3 separate regions of the Mus musculus genome follow, and regions 2 and 3 are each linked to region 1. A link is a contact called in public Hi-C and promoter capture Hi-C data. All regions are on one chromosome and are shown on one strand. Each heading gives the region's core, a stretch centred on a gene start, on an enhancer-like site or on the middle of the called end of the contact. The rest is flanking DNA. Distances are from core to core; before and after follow the strand shown. Region 1 overlaps Cd200r3 (CD200 receptor 3). Region 2 overlaps Cd200r1 (CD200 receptor 1). Region 3 overlaps Ccdc80 (coiled-coil domain containing 80).

Region 1 (3,155 bases), core at 245-2,744:
TATATTGTGATGCCTCCATGCCAGAACATGTTTATTTCTTTCCACAATACCAGATTTTACTAAATAACATTGGTAGCAGTTTGCCAGGTAGTACCAATTCCCTTGATAACTGACTAAGGCAACCCAATTTATTTTGTTCCAATCTTAACTACTAATATTGACTCTCAGACCATACTTTATATATCATACAGAAAATATATCTATTTTCTATATATTTATGCATCTATATGTATTTATCTGTTTTTATCATCTAGCTACTTATCATCCATTATCTACCTATATAGGTTACAGAATGTGTTTAAAAGGAATAAAAATCTTCAGCAGGCTTTAAGAAATTACAAAGAAGTCTAGTTGACAAGCACAAACGAAAACAAATAGGGATGTCAGAAGATTCTTCAGGGAGAGGAAGTGTCCAGTAACTAACCATTGAAAGCCTGTTGGAGATGCTGCTGTGGCTGCTGTAGGATCAAGTAGTAGAGACAGACCTCAGATGCCTGAGTGGAGCAATCTAAGCAAGGTGCAGGTACAGACCAGGGAGGCAGTAGAGGCCAGAGGTCAAGAGAGATGAATGGATGAACTGATGACAATTAGAATGAACCACATCAGCACTGAGAAACAAGCCAACATGACACCCCGGGCACAGTCAGAAATTATCTGCTTGTTGGTCCCTTGACTCACACCCAGGGTGGTCAGATGACAGGTTGGTGAGGCTGCTATCATCACAACACATTAGGTGTTCTCCTTATGTGGTCCAGGTGAGGATGTATTAACTCTTCCTCAGTCTGGTCCTTGGGCCTGGCTTTCCTGGTGTTACTTTAATATACTTATATGGTCTCAATTGGCTTTGATAAATGTATTGGGTGGTTCTGCTCTTTCCTTTGGGAATAAGTAGGGTAGTCTGATCACAACACAATAATTACACCCAAAAATCAATATGGTCTCCAATGGGACCATATTGGGAGCAAACCACAGTTGAGAACCACTAGATGGTGCTTCGACTTAATCCTTTTGAACATCTTGAAGCAAACCAAAATCAGCATAGCCTCAGACAAAGTAACCCCGCTTTTCCTTAAATTTCCCCTCCATACAAGCCTATATCTTGTTAACTCTAGCTTTTCTTGGGAGGTGTTTGGAATAGTTACAAAAAGAGGCAGAGCTAAACTTCTGCTTTAAGGAGAAAAAGATCTTCTCAGTTCCTAAATGTGTACTGCTGTTTTCACTTAACTTTAGTAGAAACATTTTGCTCACCAAATAAGCTTCAAGGGGATTGTCATAGGTGAGAGAAGGAAGGTCACTACACTGTCTTCATGGTGAAGCCAAGGTTAGTACTCATTTCTTCCCTGTCAGTGTCAATGGCTTCAGATAAAATTAGCTTTTCTTTTCTCCACTTCCTAGGCCCTCCCACATCATATCTAGAGGCACACATGGTATTCTAATGCTGGCAGGAAGCTTCAGATAAATTAGGTCAACTTCCCTTTTTTCTAAAAGAGGAAACCAAGACTCTCAGATTCGGTGGTCATGGGGTGTCACTAAGAAGTCAGAGGCCCTGCTTTACTTCTCCCCAAGAGAAGGGAGATACTTTCTAAGGCCAAGCCAGACAAGAGGAAGAGTTTGGTCAGCTCTATTTTAGATCACATCTTGCTCATGCGGCCCCAAAGCCCCCACCTCCCTCACCTCTCTTGTCTGACTGGCCAAGTTCAAGTGATAGCTCTTTATCTAATTCATGGAAAAGAAGATGTTAAGATACTTATACTGATTAGATCTTGTGTAGAGCTGGGCAGAGCTGGGCAGAGCTGGGCAGAGCTGGGCAGAGCTGGGCAGAGCTGGACAGAGCTGGGCTTAGGATCTATCCTTTACCAGGCATGAGTCCTTATGAGAGAGAAGCCTGAGAAGACCTGGTATACTGTGAAAAAGACAGAACTAGAGGACATGCATGAGTCCTTGCTAATGAAGAGGAAGACAGTAAAACTGAGTTAAAAGATGCATAAAAATCAGACAGTAGGCAAGGTCGGGGAAGATAGGCATAGCAAGAAGAGGGGATGGGCTGTGAGGGTCAGGGTAGGGTCTTCATCAGGGTGATGGAAGCTGTGTTGTTTACTCACATACAGCTTTTGTTTCTTTTATTGGCTATTTTCTTTATTTACATTTCAAATGCTTTCTCCTTTCCAGGTCTCCCCTTCGGAAATCCCCCATCCCACCCTTGCCCCCGTTCCCCTGCCACTATGAGGGTACTTCCTCACCCACACTCCTGCCTTCCCACCCTGGCATTCCACTACACTGGGGCATCGAACCCCCTCAGGCCCAAGAGCCGCTCCTCCCACTAATGTCCAACAAGGCCATCCTCTGCCACCTATGAGGCCTGAGTCATGGGTCCCTCCATGTGTACTCTTTAGTTGTTGGTCCACTCCCCAAGAGCTCTGGGACTTCTGGCCAGTTGACACTGTTGCCCCCACCATGGGGCTTCAAACCCCCTCAGCTCCTTCAGTCCCTTCTCCAACTCCTCCACCAGGGACCCTGTGCTCAGCTCAATGGTTGGCTTGGAGCATCTGCCTCTGATTTTGTCAGGCTCAGGAAGAGCCTCTCAGGAGACAGCCATATCAGGCTCCTGTCAGCAAGCACTTCCCAGCATCCACAATAGTGTCTAGGTTTGCAACTGTATATGGGAGGGATCCCCAGGCAGAGCAGTCTCTGGATGGCCTTTCCTTTAGTCTCTGCTCCACACTTTATCTCCATATTTCCTCCTGTGAGTAGTTTGTTCCCACTTCTAAGAAATACTGAAGCATCCATCCACACTTTGGTCTTCTTCCTTCTTGAGATTCATATGGTCTGTGAATTGAATCTGAGGTATTCTGAACTTTTGGGCTAATATCCACTTCTCAGTGTGTGTATACCATGTGTGTTCTTTTGTGACTGGGTTACCTCACTCAGGATGATATTTTCAAGTTCTATCCATTTGCCTGCAAATTTCATGAAGTCATTGTTTTTAATAGCTGAGTAGTACTCCATTGTGTAAATGTGTAACAGAAGACACTTATTAAGAATACCAACAAGATTTGGCAGATTCAGCTAATCTTAATTAATTTATAAAGTTCTCTGAACAGAATGTTCAAATCTCTTACTGATTCATCCAATGGTGATTTGCAGATCAAATGAGG
Region 2 (3,155 bases), core at 285-2,784, 180 kb before region 1:
TCTGCCTCCCAAGTGCTGGGATTAAAGGTGTGCGCCACCACTCCCTGGCACAATGTTTTATTTTTAAATTCACTTATAGACCACCAAATTTCCAGATGGGATTTTTTTTTAATGTATATATCCATGTTCCATTTTGGTTTAATAGCCCTCTGCTCCTCACTTATCTGTCTTCACCAGTCTTACACTTCCACTTTATTCTGTGGAAATAGAGAAACTTTATTTCCCACCCCTTCCCTTAACGCCCCGCCCCGCCCCACCCCGCCCTGCCCCCACCCTCAGTCTGATTGGCTCCTTTGTAGTTTCCTGGCCTTTACCCATTTTTACCTATCTGGTTACACATTTGATAGAGGCCAGGCACCACGTAAGAGAGAGGTCAGATGACATTTGTTTTTCTGAGCCTGGATAACCTTCTGATTATGTTTTCTACTTCCATCCATTTTCCTTTGATTTCCATTTTTTTCCATACAGTCAAACACAGTCTTACGTGTGTATACACTACATTTCAAATAGCTATCCATCCAGGCTGCTTCCAGTTCCTTGCTATGGTAAAGAGAACAGCAGCAAGCATCACGTTCGAGTCCTTTGGGGTCTATGCTCAGGAGTGATGTAGCTGGCTCAGACGGTAGATCCATTTTCAGCTCTCAAGAAGCGTTCACATTTTATTTACACAGTTGCTGCCTTATTTTTTATTTATCAAGAATGAGTAATGTCATCTCTTTCCTTATATCTTTGAAACATTTGTTGTCATTTGTTTTCTTGATGATGGTCGTTCTGACTGGGCTGAGGTGGAGTTTCCTGGAACTGTGGAGGCCAAGCCGGGTGGACCTCTGTGAGTTTCGAGGCCAGACTGTTCTACATAGTGAGTTCCAGGAGAGCCAGGGTTACACAGACAAAAATTTTCCTCAGAAACAACATGAAAGAGAAGAAAAATAGTTTAAAAATCATTTGCTTATGTGTTCTTGTATGCTCCACGCTCTGTGGTGGCCCGAAGAGAACACTGGATCCCCGGAGCTGATGTAGGGGCTGGGGACTGAACCTAAGTTGTCTGGAAGAGTAAGAAGGACTCTTAACCAACGAGCTATATCTTCAGCTCCTAATTTTTTTAAACTATATTTATTCCTGTGTGCATATATGAGCGTGTGTTTGTATGTGTGTCCATCACATGTGCAGGTAGAGGTCAGAGGTCAACTCATGTCGAGTTAGTTCTCTTCTTCCTCAATCTACGTCCCAGGATTGGACTCAAATCTATCTAGCTATTTAGCTACACCACTCTTGGGTCTAGTCCAGCAGGAGTCTAAGTCAGTATATCACACAGATGCTTGCATGCCCATGTTCATTGCTACACTACCCACCACAGCATGGAAGAACAGATACAGAGAAGCAGGTATATGGATGGAATTATGTCACGTGCCACAGAGCACATGGAGCTTGGTATCATGTTAAGTGAAGCATGTTGGGCTGGAGAGATGGCTCAGCGGTTAAGAGCACTGACTGCTCTTCCGAAGGTCCTGAGTTTAAATCCCAGCTACCACACCATCTTTAATGAGATCTGACGCCCTCTTGTGGTGCATCTGAAGACAGCTACAGTGTACTTAGATATAATAATGAATAAATCTTAAAAAAAAAAAGAAGAAGAAAAGAACCATGTTAGACTTTGGAAGATAAACATCTCAGGCTTCTTTCTCATGCAGAATCTAGATTTATATGTATATGCATAGATGTGTGGAAAGAAAGTACCAAAGGGAAAGATCCGGAGGTGGGAAGTCAAACCGAGGTATTCAGGGAAAATAAAGACAAAATCACAAGTTCATTCTTAAATATAGTCTCTATATTTAAACATGTATGTGAATGTGACATATATGTACATGTGTGGGAAGGAGAGTGGAAGAGAGACTATTTGGAGAGGTCCAGCAACATGTGGAAAGTAGGAATGGGCCAAGGCAGTGGAGGGGACCAGGGAAAGGTCTAATATGTACGAGAATGCTATAATGAAACCTATTTTTTATGCTGACTCAAATTTTAATTAAAGACAACGGTCTTCTGTGTATTGTTTCTCATCTGTCTTGTCTCATTTAGCAGAGTCATTTTGAAGATCATCAATGTTGGCTGTTTTTCTTATTGGTTTCAAATAACATTCTACTGTATAGAGAGTTTATACATTTATTTATTTTAAAATGTTGAGTATTTTTTACTTATTTTGAGGACTTATAGGGTCTAGGAATTACTTTTGACTATATATAGTGTGTTTTATCATATTTGACCCATCCCTGACTTCTCCAGGATGTCCTCCATTCATGTTCTCTTAAAAACCAAAAGCAAGACCAAAAATCATTGAGTCTAATTAGTCCTGCCTGTATGCACATGGGAGTAGGGCCATCTAGCAGAGTGTGGCCAACCTACCCAGGCACTGCACCCCTAAAGGGAGCTCACTGTCTCTCCCCTAGTAGCCGTCCACTGTTAGCCTCAGCTAGGTGTGGGGACTTCCATGTTCCTCCCCCTCCACACTGGGGTTTATTCTTATTTTCTTAGTATGTCATATAGTTTTTCTCATTTTATTGATTTCTGATCAAAGATTATTGTTACTTTTTATTTTGTTTCAGGTCCTTTGGGTGAATTTTAAGATGGAAAACAAAATAACCCCTAGTATTTAATGTTTTTAATTTTCTTGTAAGTACTGTGTTAGTTGCTCATCACACATGTTCTTGTATTTCTGCTTTCATCCTGTTAAAACAGCCTCTAACTTCATTAGGGATTTTTTCTTTAACCAGAGTCATGCATTATGATGGGTAATGTTTTCCTAAATATGTGATGTTTTCCTAAATATCTCATTCTCACTGATTTCCAATTTAATTGAGTTCTGATTGGAGGTCATTCTGTATGATTTGAAGTTTTAAATTTTTTTGTGTGTGTACTTGAATGTGTGCTATGCTAGCTCTAAAAATAACTGTTAGTTCAGTGCTACATTACTTTCTTTGCTGCCATGCGATGTCTGATCTCAACACTTGGCAGCAGATAGAAAGTATATGCAGTGAAATACATCATGAGTTGATAGTGATACTTTTTATCCAAACATAGAATTTAGGATCCTTACTGTAACTTTTTCACTTCCTATCTGTATCTGGCTCTCTTTAGGTTGTATCAGGTGTTGTGTATGT
Region 3 (3,155 bases), core at 358-2,857, 150 kb after region 1:
TATTTGTGCTTCTTTATAGACATACAAATATCTATTTTCTATTTGTTATATATAAATATATATTTCATATATAACACTCACATATATACACACACATACATATATAAGGAGAGAGAGAGGGGAGAGAGAGAGAGAGAGAGAGAGAGAGAGAGAGAGAGAGAGAGAGAGAGAGAGAGAGAGAGAGAGAGAGAGACTAAGTTGCCCAGAATGGCCTGGAACTCACTCTCTAGTCCAGGTTGGCCTTGAACTTGCCATCCTCCTGCCTCAGCCTCCTGGGATTCCAGATGTGCACCACCAAATGTATTGAAAGAGGCCATAGTTTCAGCAATTGAAAATAGAGATCTCGAGCATAGTATATGTATTCTGTCTTAATAGATAGATTAGTTAAGATACACTGGGTCGATAACATTAATGGCCTTATATGCTATGATAAGAGTTCAGGTTTTCTTCTGTAAGAGAGGGACTTTCTGTCCTTTGAGTGCATTACAATTAGCTAGGAAACCTGTTTGGATGCAGCTCACTTGGTCTTACCATGAGTGAATCTAATTTGATTGGTCTGGATCCAAAGATTGTAATAGGAAGATTTCTTGTGACGGTGATGAAAGTTGGCAATAAATTCCACTCTTTAGAAAAAGCCAGTGATGAAGTGCTGCAGCAACAGGAGACAGTGAAATGATCCCAGCATTGGTGAAGGGCTTTATAGATGCACCACGAAGTGCTTGCTCCAAGGAAATAATGGATTTGATCATGATGGCCTGTGAACAAAGATTAGGGTCACCTTGAATGGCATGCTCTAAAGTGGAAGAGGTTGTATGAGCTTTCATAGTGGTAGAACAAAAAGAAAACTCATAAATCAAATACATTGGTGGGAGATCAGGTTGGTGAGGTACAACACATCAGGGCAATCTCTTCTATAGTTTTCAGATGTCATGTTTCTCTCTCTCTCTCTCTCTCTCTCTCTCTCAGATGTCATGTTTCTCTCTCTCTCTCTCTCTCTCTCTCTCTCTGTGTGTGTGTGTTTGTATGAGTCTTTATGTGTATGTGTGTGTGTATATATATTTATGTGCGTGTTTGTGTGTCTGAGTGTTTCTCTGTGTGTTTGTATGTGTGTCTACGTGTGTATCTATGTGTGTATGTGTGTCCATGCTGTGTCTGTATGTTCTATTATGTGCCATTCTGTGTAATGATCACACGTTGATGTCAGATTTCTTCTTTAATCACACTCCACCATTTTCTCATCTTCTTTCTTTCCTTCCTTCCTTCCTCCCTCCCTCCCTCCCTCCCTCCCTCCCTCCCTCCCTCCCTCCCTCCCTTCCTTCCTTCCTTCCTTCCTAAGACAGGGTCTCACTGTGTAACCAGGTTGCCTGGAACTCTGTATGTAGACCAGTCCAACCTCAAACTCACAGAAATCTGTCTGCTTTTGCCTCCAGAATGCTTGGATTAAAGTGTGCATCTCCATGCCTGGCTTCCCCACCTCATTTTAAATACAGAGTCTCTCACTAGGCCTGAAGCTTGCTGATTGGCTAGATTGAGTAGCTAGTACATTCCCCTGCTCAGCTTTCTATGTTGGGACTGGCGATCCAAACTCAGCTCCTTATGCTGGCGTGGCAAGTGCTGTGCCAAATGAGTCATCGCCTCAGCCCAGATGTTATCTTTTAACATTCATAGCTTTAGGGCTGGTGGAGATCTGCTGAGTAGCACATTCCAAAGGTTTTACTAATAGTCAGAAAGATGGTGAGGTCAAAGACATGGTTTGGGAGTGAGTGGATCTTAAGAAAGCTAAAGATAGCCCGAGATAATTTTGTCTCTTAATCTTCAACATCCCCTCTCTCCACAGTTACAACATTCTAGTCAGTCACTCAGTCAGTCGTCTGTCAGTCTGTCTGCACACTCTCCAGCACAGATATGGCACCCTTAGAGAACTTCAGTTCACAGCTTGAATTTAGGGGAAGGAAAAGAAATTGTGGATGCCAAGAGAGGAACTAGTCACAAGTGGGGTTTTGACTATAATGCTGGCATACAATTGTTTAATAGCTTCTAATTGAAGCTAATTTTTAAGTGCGACTGTGCTGTCTATAGTCAATCAAATACATGAAGAAACTTACTATAATGCAACCAGAAATGTGCCACTGGATTTTGGGACTGGGATTCCTAAATAATGAGAAACCAGACAAGCATCCCACAGACTATTTGTAAGAGGGTGAAAAAGAGCTCTCATCTGGCTAGTCTTTTCCTTGATAATTCCATTCTTGTTCTCACAAAATGAACATCGATCTTTGAGTCATGTTAGCTAAATTAGGAGAAAGTTAACAGTTTATAGGACCTCTTTAAAGAATGTCTACTTGTAAGTCTTAGAGAACTCCATGAGGACTGACTAGTGTGCTCAGACAGAGTGGATAAATTAAGAATCCATACATTCTGCCTTGCCTCCCAGACTGAAGACTATTAGCCCAGCTCTGATTTGCACAGAATGCAGAGGGTAGCCGAGACCTGGGGTTAGCGTAGACAGCCGCAGGCAGGAGCTGGCCTCACATGCACCTTCTTCAGAACTTGGCCAGGAGTGGAGTCTTCCCTGCTGTACTTGCCTCTGTCCTTCTTGGATCCAGCCTTGATCAGAGACTTCATTGTTTCCCTTGGGCAGATTTTTCTCCTCAGGCCAAACATGTAGACATTTCAGTAGCCTGAGAGTGTAAAACGTTTTCTTTCTAATGTTTAGCTGAATTACTTCTGAAAACATTTTGCTTGAGAGTTGAAACCAGACTGTGAAATCAGCTTCTTGCTGGTTAGAGCAAGTTTGTCTTAGGCCTTAAACCATGGTCCATTTGGCCAGTGATTGGGAGGTGTTTGTGTATAGTACAGTGAGGGCTCCAGGGGAGGAAGTCAGGCTGTCTGAGTCCTGCTGCCATTTTGCTTCTAGTAGCAGTGTGACCTTGAGCAAGTCAGTCCTCTTTTTCTTCCTCAGAATCTGTTACAGAGTGTGTTCTCTGAGGAAGAGAGCTCGAATCTCTAGTTTTGAATGTAAGGAGGTAAATGGAGAGTTAGCACCCTTCCTCCAGTCCTATGGGGAAAGGAGAGCAAGAATGGACAGAAGGGGAGTTTTGAGCTCTAATGTGGCTAACACTTGGGGCTTCCAGTTTGGAGGTGAGTGGTATGGC

The links. Hi-C and Micro-C count contacts between places; a contact is called where the count stands out from the background. Capture Hi-C pulls out chosen DNA fragments and counts their contacts.
Region 2: a Hi-C map of group 2 innate lymphoid cells shows a contact between it and region 1, with 2.7 times the contacts expected there. The contact joins two enhancer-like sites. A contact is called at or near these places in 2 of 15 datasets of contacts at CTCF or cohesin (CD8 T cells and the NIH/3T3 cell line), 15 of 484 Hi-C or Micro-C datasets (B cells, the G1E-ER4 cell line, LSK cells and 9 more), 6 of 115 datasets of contacts at active chromatin or transcription factors (acute myeloid leukemia, bone marrow-derived dendritic cells, bone marrow-derived macrophages and 3 more) and 4 of 9 other capture datasets (adipose tissue, bone marrow-derived macrophages, liver and 1 more).
Region 3: a contact with region 1 is called in a promoter capture Hi-C map of adipose tissue. The contact joins two enhancer-like sites. A contact is called at or near these places in 1 of 15 datasets of contacts at CTCF or cohesin (CD8 T cells), 7 of 484 Hi-C or Micro-C datasets (3T3-L1-derived adipocytes, bone marrow-derived macrophages, cardiomyocytes and 3 more), 3 of 115 datasets of contacts at active chromatin or transcription factors (CD8 T cells, cardiomyocytes and fibro-adipogenic progenitors) and 2 of 9 other capture datasets (adipose tissue and liver).

The regions. Positions count from the first base shown.
Region 1 is chr16:44,961,502-44,964,656 of GRCm38.p6, forward strand. All of the region lies in intron 5 of Cd200r3 (CD200 receptor 3), which reads left to right. Among named protein-coding and RNA genes, the nearest start is that of Cd200r3, 19 kb to the left of the region's middle. Within about 2 kb of position 1,495, at least 110 of the 459 cell types and tissues checked have an H3K27ac peak or open chromatin away from gene starts, as enhancers often do. A contact at or near this core is called in the G1E-ER4 cell line, acute myeloid leukemia, adipose tissue and 2 more, where this site is marked.
Region 2 is chr16:44,779,412-44,782,566 of GRCm38.p6, forward strand. All of the region lies in intron 1 of Cd200r1 (CD200 receptor 1), which reads left to right. Among named protein-coding and RNA genes, the nearest start is that of Cd200r1, 15 kb to the left of the region's middle. Within about 2 kb of position 1,535, at least 10 of the 459 cell types and tissues checked have an H3K27ac peak or open chromatin away from gene starts, as enhancers often do. A contact at or near this core is called in the G1E-ER4 cell line, acute myeloid leukemia and group 2 innate lymphoid cells, where this site is marked.
Region 3 is chr16:45,109,059-45,112,213 of GRCm38.p6, forward strand. The region is part of intron 3 of Ccdc80 (coiled-coil domain containing 80); the gene reads left to right. Among named protein-coding and RNA genes, the nearest start is that of Ccdc80, 17 kb to the left of the region's middle. Within about 2 kb of position 1,608, at least 99 of the 459 cell types and tissues checked have an H3K27ac peak or open chromatin away from gene starts, as enhancers often do. A contact at or near this core is called in adipose tissue and bone marrow-derived macrophages, where this site is marked.